3 separate regions of the Sus scrofa genome follow, and all the other regions are linked to region 2. A link is a contact called in public HiChIP or PLAC-seq and promoter capture Hi-C data. All regions are on one chromosome and are shown on one strand. Each heading gives the region's core, a stretch centred on a gene start, on an enhancer-like site or on the middle of the called end of the contact. The rest is flanking DNA. Distances are from core to core; before and after follow the strand shown. Region 1 holds the start of C4H8orf76. Region 2 holds the start of RNF139 (E3 ubiquitin-protein ligase RNF139). Region 3 holds the start of WASHC5 (WASH complex subunit 5).

What was found. Promoter capture Hi-C pulls out the DNA fragments that hold promoters and counts their contacts. HiChIP or PLAC-seq counts read pairs in DNA pulled down with a chosen protein or histone mark.
Region 1: an H3K27ac HiChIP or PLAC-seq map of alveolar macrophages shows a contact between it and region 2. The contact joins the promoter of C4H8orf76 here to the promoter of RNF139 in region 2. A contact is called at or near these places in 1 of 5 promoter capture datasets (liver) and 1 of 2 datasets of contacts at active chromatin or transcription factors (alveolar macrophages).
Region 3: a promoter capture Hi-C map of fetal liver shows a contact between it and region 2, with 2.4 times the contacts expected there. The contact joins the promoter of WASHC5 here to the promoter of RNF139 in region 2. A contact is called at or near these places in 2 of 5 promoter capture datasets (fetal liver and liver) and 1 of 47 Hi-C or Micro-C datasets (heart right ventricle).

The regions. Positions count from the first base shown.
Region 1 is chr4:16,135,783-16,138,503 of Sscrofa11.1, forward strand. C4H8orf76 reads left to right here and starts at 1,396. Exons shown (of 6, transcript XM_013996506.2): 1 at 1,396-1,550. The coding sequence starts at 1,434.
Region 2 is chr4:15,181,149-15,183,848 of Sscrofa11.1, forward strand. It overlaps RNF139 (E3 ubiquitin-protein ligase RNF139), which reads right to left and starts at 1,372. Exons shown (of 2, transcript XM_001927531.7): 1 at 779-1,372. The coding sequence starts at 959. The region is part of intron 1 of TRMT12 (tRNA wybutosine-synthesizing protein 2 homolog); the gene reads right to left.
Region 3 is chr4:14,596,737-14,599,436 of Sscrofa11.1, forward strand. WASHC5 (WASH complex subunit 5) reads left to right here and starts at 1,397. Exons shown (of 29, transcript XM_021088931.1): 1 at 1,397-1,592. It overlaps NSMCE2 (E3 SUMO-protein ligase NSE2), which reads right to left and starts at 1,456. Exons shown (of 7, transcript XM_021088938.1): 1 at 1,328-1,456.

The sequences.
Region 1 (2,721 bases), core at 146-2,645, 950 kb after region 2:
TGTAGAAACAGATTTTTATCTTCTTTTTTAATTTTTATTTTTTTATATTTATAATGATTTTTATTTTTTCCATTATAGCTGGTTTACAGTGTTCTGTCGATTTTCTACCATACAGCAAGGTGGACCAGTCACACATACATGTATACATTCTCTAGATTTTCATCTTCATCCACATCTTATTTTATTTTATTTCAGTCTTTTAGGGCCGCACTGGCAGCGTATGTAGGTTCCCAGACGAGGGGTTGAATCGGAGCTGTAGCCAGCGGCCTATGCCACAGCCACAGCAACTCAGGATCTGAGCTTTGTCTGCGACCTACACCACAACTCACAGCAACACCAGGTCCTTAACCCACTGAGCAAGGCCAGGGATCGAACCTGCGTCCTCATGGATGCTAGTTGGTTTCATTAACCACTGAGCCAGAACAGGAACTCCAGGAACATCTTGAAAGTATAAGAATTCTAGTAAATGTTGGTGTTAGAATTCTGGAATTTAGTGGGTTTTTTTGTTTTCAAGAAGAATTAATGCTCCCTGATTGAGCCTCCAGAGTAAAGCTTCATGTTTTCTATTAACAAATGTGTGAGGTACTGTACCCTGGTCTTTATTATTAGTGTGCCTCTTCTGTGGTGACGGGGGGACACTGACTCAATTCTTTCCTTTCAGCCCTTAGCCACATAATAATTGATCCTGAGCAAGTAACTTAACCTCTCCAAGCCTCAATTTTTCATTTGCAAAGTGGGAATCATTGTGCCTTTCATAAATTGTTAGAAAAGGATATAGTAGAACACAAAAAAAAAGAGAAGAAAAAAGTTCTTAACACAGTTCCAGGAATGTCATCAATAGTGAAAAACTGGTACCTACCAGTTTTTTAATTTATTTTTAATTTATTATTATTATCATTATTATTATTTTGCTTTTTAGGGCCTTACCAGAGGCATATGGAGGTTCCCAGGCTAGGGGTCAAATCAGAGCTACCACTGCTGGCCTATGCCACAGCCACAGCAAAGCTGGATCCGAGCTGTGTCTGCAAACTACGCCACACCTCACAGCTTGACCCAGTGAGCAAGGCCAGGGATTGAACCTGTATCCTCATGGATACTAGTTGGGTATCCTTACTGCTGAGCCACGATGGGAATTCCCAGCAGGTATCAATTTTAAACAGCTGCCCTGAGGCCAGTGTTTTTTGATGCGTGAACCTAAGGATCACCCTGTCCAGCTCCTGAAGCAGAGAAGTCAAGTTCTGTTCCAGCCATGAATCAGATAAAAATCTCAGCTCAACCTGGTGGGCCAAGTCCCCTTCTGGCTCCCGCCTAAAGACTACAAGACCCAGCATGCCACGCTCTGGGCTCCGAGGCCCCGCCTCTTTTGCGTCCGCTCGCTTGTGGGCGCAGCTCTAGGCCCCGCCTCCTCTCGTTGCGTGAGTCCTGGCGGCGCAATGGAGACCGGGTGCTGGTTGCTCGGCGGCGAGTTTGAGGACTCTGTGTTCGAGGAGAGGCGGGAGCGGCAGCTTGGACCGCCATCGTCCTACATCGCCAAGCGCTGCGAGCCGCAGGTGAGAGAGCGCCGCCTCTCGGCCTCACCCCAGCCCCTGAGCCCGGCACTCCGCGGGTCTCGGCCTGACAGGCTTTGGAAGCCTCACGCCCGCGTTGTCAAACTCCAGCCCAAACCCTCCCCACAGCTGGGCTATCTTATGCCCACCTGGTCTTCCCTGCCATCCCTTCCCCCACGGCGAATGTTCCAGGCACTGGGCTGGGTTCCTTTACATGTGTTCTCTTATTTTCCTTAAAATCCTTTACTTAGAGATGTCAGGCGCTCAGGAATTACTGAATTGTATTTTTGTTTTATTTCACTTACTTTTCCTCCTTGCCACATGCAGTTTTTCCACGTGACCTTAAGTACTTGTCCTGTAGACTAAAAGCATGGAGGGAAAGTGCTTTCAAAGTCCTGTGGTACCACGTTAAAAAGCCATGACTGTGAGCTTGGACCCTTGAATTCCAGCACTGGCCTTACCATTTGCCCTTCAAGGTGTCATTTCCTTATTTGTCATTTTAGAAAAATAGTGTTTGATGGGAGTTCTCTTGTGGTACAGCGGGCTCAGGATCCGGTGTTGACATTGCAGCAGCTTGGGTCACTTTTGTGGCACAAGTTCACTCCCTGGTCCGGGAACTTCCACACACCAAGGGCCGGGCCAAAAAAAAAAAAAAAAAAAAAAAGGTATTTGCGGCTCACAGAGTTATTATGCGAGTGGAATGAGGTAATACTTTGCTAGGTATGGTGTGCTGTATACTTCATAAAGTAAAATCCAAAAAATAATTGTCTTTAGAATTGGTTAGATTTGTTTTCCCTGCCTTCTCTGTGTGGGACCAGGTGTTTACCTTATCCAGAATGTCCCCTCTTAGGCTCATCCTTGTTCACAGCTTTTCTCTCTTAGAAAAGCTGATGAATGGAATATTTAAAGCCACCCCCTTCTGAACTCTTGCCTCTGAAAGCCAGTTTTGCTTGATTATTTCCCAGTAGGATAGTGAAAACTGGATGGAGGTTTGCAGTTGTGCAGTTCCAGAGGTTGGGATTGGCACATAATCTGATACAGTGTGTGATTGGAGGGCAGTAAAATACAAAGGAAAAGCATGGCTTCAGTGTATAGGTTGTTGAGTTACACAGTGCTTCAGGGAGAACTGGGGATGGCTAGCTTTCTCCCGCTGTGATGGATCAGGCTGAGACGG
Region 2 (2,700 bases), core at 122-2,621:
ACAAGAATTACCTCATCAACAAAATTCGCCAAGTTTCAATTACTTAAAAAATTCTAAGCATAAACGTTTCTCACTCTGGGAGTGCAAGTGAAGATAGGGAGGGAAGTATAAGATGTTTTTAACATTCCATTCGTACACGACGAAGACAATGATTTTCAGAAGTGTCATCACTTCCTAGCCACGTTTTTATAACCGTTCTCAGTATCTTCCCTATTCGCGGGAAATTTTAGGACTCATTATAAGTACTGCCTGCTTCACGAGGATTTTTGGTAATGGTTTCAAGGTCTGACATTCGAAACCTTGTCTCCTCCGTTTGGATGTCATTTAAATGGCAACATAAGAGTACTCTGCATTTTGGAAACCGGGAAACTGAGGCCCAGGCTTTGGCTCCACGAGCCCAAGGTCACGCACTGCGAGACGGGGCAAAAACAGTTGCTGTTTTTCCAAAGCTGTCGCATAGGACGCGGTAAACCAGTACTCATTTCCCAAGAGAAACAGCAGGCTCAAAGCCGCACGCTCACACATTGATGTTTTCTCCCAGCCCTTAGAGGCAAAAATGAACAGGAGGCTGAGTCGCTGGGAGGACTGCTCCGCTGTCAAGTCTGAGACAAGTGTCATCTCCTCCCCTGGCTTGCAAAGACGCCCCCGGGGGGGGCTGGTGTGTGTACATACACACATACACACACACACACCCTGCGCGCGGCCGCCCGCCCGCTCCCTGCAGCACGTCTCGGCCCAGCGGGCAGTCTCCGGACGCAGGCTACCCAGTCCCCCTTACCAAAGAGCCGGAGGAAGACCTGGAGCCCGAAGCAAAACCGGCTTTGGCTGGAATCGTAGTAGGAGTTGAAGATGGCGTCGATGATGTAAAGGCAGGGCACCCGGAGCGCCACTTCGAGCGCCGCCCAGACCTGCTGATGGGCCATCCGCACCTGCTGCTGCGGGGGCCCCACCGCCGCCATGAGCCGCTGCCACACCGGGGCTGGGCGGGCCCGGCAGGGCCGCGTGGGGCAGGGCCCGGGACGCCGGCTGGGGGCGGAGGCGGGCGACTCCGCCCCGCCCTCCCTCCTCTCGAGTCTTTCTCACGGCCCGCCCCGCCGCCCGCTCGCGTCTCTCGAGCTGGAGCAGGCGGCGGAGGCGGCGGCTGAGGCTGCGGCGGCGGCTTCCGGGAGGCCTCTGGGTGTCGGTGTTTCCGGCCGGCTATCGCCTGGCTCCTCCCCCCTCCACCGCCTCCCCCGCCCGCGGAGCCACCATCTTGACCTCGCCCGCCTGCCTCTGCCGTTGTTGCTGTTGCCAGGCCGGGAGGCTGCGCTCGCGGTTACGCGAGACCGCGGAGCCCGCGCGCCGACGTCGCGTCATAATCCGGCGCTTGGAACGCTCCCCATTCGGTCATCACGCTCGTCGTACCAGACGTCCCTGAGCGTTGCCGCGGTTCCCGCCCACCTCCGCGGCTGCGCCGTCGTCACGGCTTTGGGCGCCACCTGTTGGCGCAGACGCTCTTCCGCAGCCGCGCCCTCTGGCCTCAGAGTGGCCGCGTCACCCACGGCGGTGAAGGCTCAGTGAGGGATTGGGCCGCGGGAGGGAATTATTAGTCGCTCTACTAGAGACCATTAAACGTCCCGTAAACATGATATAGAGCTGCTAGGAAGGAGGAAAGACAAAGGGCGCCGAACGTCAGACCTACCCCACCCCACCCAAAGGCGGGATCCGAGCTGCTGACTCTTCGGGGAAGATGCTGCAAGGCCGTTTGGGGACCTGTTGGAGGCATCGCCGCATGCGCAGTGCTGAGTGGCTGCTGTTTTGGGTTGGGCTGGGTGCGGTAGGCATTACCAAGGAAAGTAGCCCTCGCATCCCTCTGCGCATCAACTTTCCTGTTTCCTACCCGATTGGTTACAACTGCGGACACTTGCTGGCCACATTTTACTAATATCAAGGGCCACTGTAACTTAAGGGCAAGAATTCTGGCCTCTTCGTTTCTAACCTTTGAGGTATGCACGCCCAGGCAGTCCGTTCTTTCTCAGGGCAGAAGAAGCCATTCTTTTTTGTAGGGAATCAGAACATGCCACCCCAAAGTATGCCACTTTGACATGATTATGTTTGAGTTGAAGACAGTTGAGAAACAGAAACAAAAAACTCTCCACCTCAGCACTTAACCGTCCTCCCATTTGCCTAAAAAGCGAACATAAGTTTCCATTTTGTAAAGGTGACTCCCTCTCCTTTACCAAAAGGAAACTTGTAGACTCAGTCACAAGTCTTACCAATCCTTATCTTTATTAGTTTCCCCCACATACTTACCTTACACAAGTTTGCCACCCCTAAAAGCCTAAACTCCTTTTCCTTTGTCTTATCACTTCTCTACAATGCACTGTTCTTTGTTAAGAAGCTTTATAAGCCCCAAATTGTAGCCACCTGAGTTGTCGATCACTTAGTTTCTCCAAGCCTGTATACACCGGAGAAACTTGTTATTCTCCTGTTAATCTCTTTTGTTGGTTTAGTTTTAGGGTCCCAGCAACAAACCTAGGAAGGAAAAGATCTAAATTTGTTGCCTATACATGTAATTAATATAACCTGGCTATCCTTTCTGTTCCTTAACCAGCAGGAGTGTAAGTTAGGTCAGAGTCTTAATTATAAACCAAGACAGATTAAGGGGGATAGGAGTACCCGTCCTGGCACAGCGGAGAAGAAACTGACTAGGAACCATGA
Region 3 (2,700 bases), core at 147-2,646, 580 kb before region 2:
CTTCTAGTTCTAGCTCTGTGTTGTCAAATGGTAAAAGGCACAAGGGAGCAGCTCTCCAGGAGACCTCCATCCTCAAGATTTAAGCACTTCCCACATCCGCTCCCTCCTAATACCATCACCCTGGCATTCGGAATTCAACATATGGATGGGGCGGTGGGGAGTGGAGATAGGATAGAAACATTCATAAGATTCTCTCTAGATGGGGCCAATTATTAGGTAAAAATAAAAATATTTCTCTGTTCCCTCCTCTCATCTTTTTGTACAGAAAGTAATAAGCACAGATCAAATAATTTAAATACTGATACTCCTTTAAATTCTTAGGGGCCTACACAAGTTCCACCAGAGCTGTATCTTCTTTTTCAATACGCAAGGTTACATCTTTCTGAAGCCTTCTCTTATCCATACAAGCAACTGCTTGTTCTCTCCCTCATGCTACCACTATCCCTATCTCTCTCTCTCTTTCTCTCCCTCTCACACACAAACTTGTATTATAAAACTCACCACAATTATTTGCTCACATGTCTGCCACTCTTTCGCCCTGGAAGCAACTTAAAACTAGAATTCTGACATATTCTACTCAACATAAAACAGCTCCTCACACAAAAATAGGCAATCAAATAAAGATTTGGGAGAGTTACAGAATAAAAGAAACCGTCATTGCTGGGTCCCCTACAGTATGTTATAAACTGGTGCCCTAGGCTTTCTTCCATTCTCATTATCATTAATCCTACCACCGTTTATAGAAAAGGAAACTGATGCCCAGAGTTTAATTAAAGATCTTCCCAAGGCCCTGCTTAGAAAGCTAGCTCAAACTACATTTACTTCGATCAAGAATTCATGGTCTCACACTACTATATATAAAATAAACAACAAGGTCCTACTGTATAGCACAGGGAACTTTATTCAGTATCTCAATAACCTATAACCGAAAAATCTGAAAAAGTATATGCATAACTGACCACTTTGCTGTACACCAGAAACTAACGCCACACTGTAAATCACCTATACTTCAATAAAAATAAAAAAAGAATTCGTGATCTTTGCCCCTACGTACTGAGAACCCAAGGATGTAGAGACGGCGTCTTGGAGAGGGAGGTAAACGGCCCCTACCTCATTCCTGTGGCGTAAACAGATCTAGGACCATAACCCAGGTCCACAAACCACAGCTCAGGGCACCCGCGGAGCGCCCGAGAGGGAGACGACACCCCCCATCACCCTCCCCATCGCCATCCCCCGCTCCAGCCGTACCTGGCTCCCCGATGTACCTCTGCCTGGCTGCGCCCTGACTTCGCACCCCGAACCCCAACTCCTTCCTTAACTCCCTTACCCTGTCGCTGAAACAGCGAGCGCGGGCTCAGGCGTCATCAGTCGTCGACGGCGAGTGGTCACATGATGCCCCGCCCCACTCTCCGCCCCTTTGTCATGTGACTGCCCAGGGAGCCAGGGGCGGAAGCCGGGGTCCAGCCGGCTCTGGAGCCAGGGCGGGGGACTGAAGAGGACCCCTGCGGAGGCAAAGAGGTGGGGGCCGGGGTGCTGACTCCGCGCTAGACCGCCGGCCTTGCGCGTGCGCCCTGGAGCGGCCCGGGGGACAGGTGAGTCGGGGCGGGGTGCGCGCGCCTCCTCCTTTCACGTTCCCCGCCGCCCCGGGGCTGGGCCGCTCTGGCCAGGGGTGCTTCTGCGGCGTGGGGTGGGGTCTGGATGGGACAGCCTGGCCTGGAGGAATGAGGGTTTTACTGGGGCTGCGGCTGCGGCTGCGGCTGCAATCCAGGCTCTGCATCTCCACTCAGGTGGAAGCAATTTTTCACGCGCTTTGGCGCTTTAGAAAGTGATGTTCAGCTACTTGGCCAGCATCGTGTCCTTCCAAGTTCCTGGGAGCAGTGGTGTATGGACGTCGATATTTCTCCACTTACACTCAAGAAAATCGAGTGGTTGGTGCGGGCTTTTACAATCTGACGGACCTGGCTTTGAATTCTATTTCTGTCATGGACTGTGAGTTTGGGCAAATCATTGCTCCTCTTTTGCACCTTAATTCCCTTACCTATGACATATCAAAGTCCTTTTCATTTCGAGAAATAGTTCCGAAGGTCCTGATTTGTCTGTGGTCATTAACGAACTCCCCCGTTAACGGGAGCGACAGGCGCGGCGGCGGGGGCCGGGGGTTTAACCGAGCGGATAATGGATCCTTGTCTCCTGATTCCAAGTGTGTGGAACTTCCCTACACCATAGGTGAAACGGGGTTGGAGGCGAGGAGGGAGAGGCTTTACTGCCTCTGCCCACAACAAACACCTTATGGTTTTTCTTATTTATCGGGATTCATGAATCAGGCCAGAGTGATTAGGATCATTTTAGAACTTTTCTGGAAGAGATGTGCTGTTCCTTTTTAACCTGATCAAGGGCCACTGTAGTTTGTACCTACTAATAGATCGATGGAAACCAGTGCTTCCTTCTTTATGGAACTGAGATTTTATGAGAGGATAAAAATAGGTCTTCTTTTGTCCTCTAATAAAGATTTTCTTGGAGTTCCCATCGTGGCGCAGTGGTTAACGGAGACGACTAGGATCCGAGAGGATGAGGGTTCGATCCCTGGCCTTGCTCAGTGGGTTAAGGATCTGGCGTTGCCGTGTGGTGTAGGTCGCAGACTCAGATCCCGCGTTGCTGTGGCGTAGGCTGGCGGCTATAGCTCTGATTAGACCCCTAGCC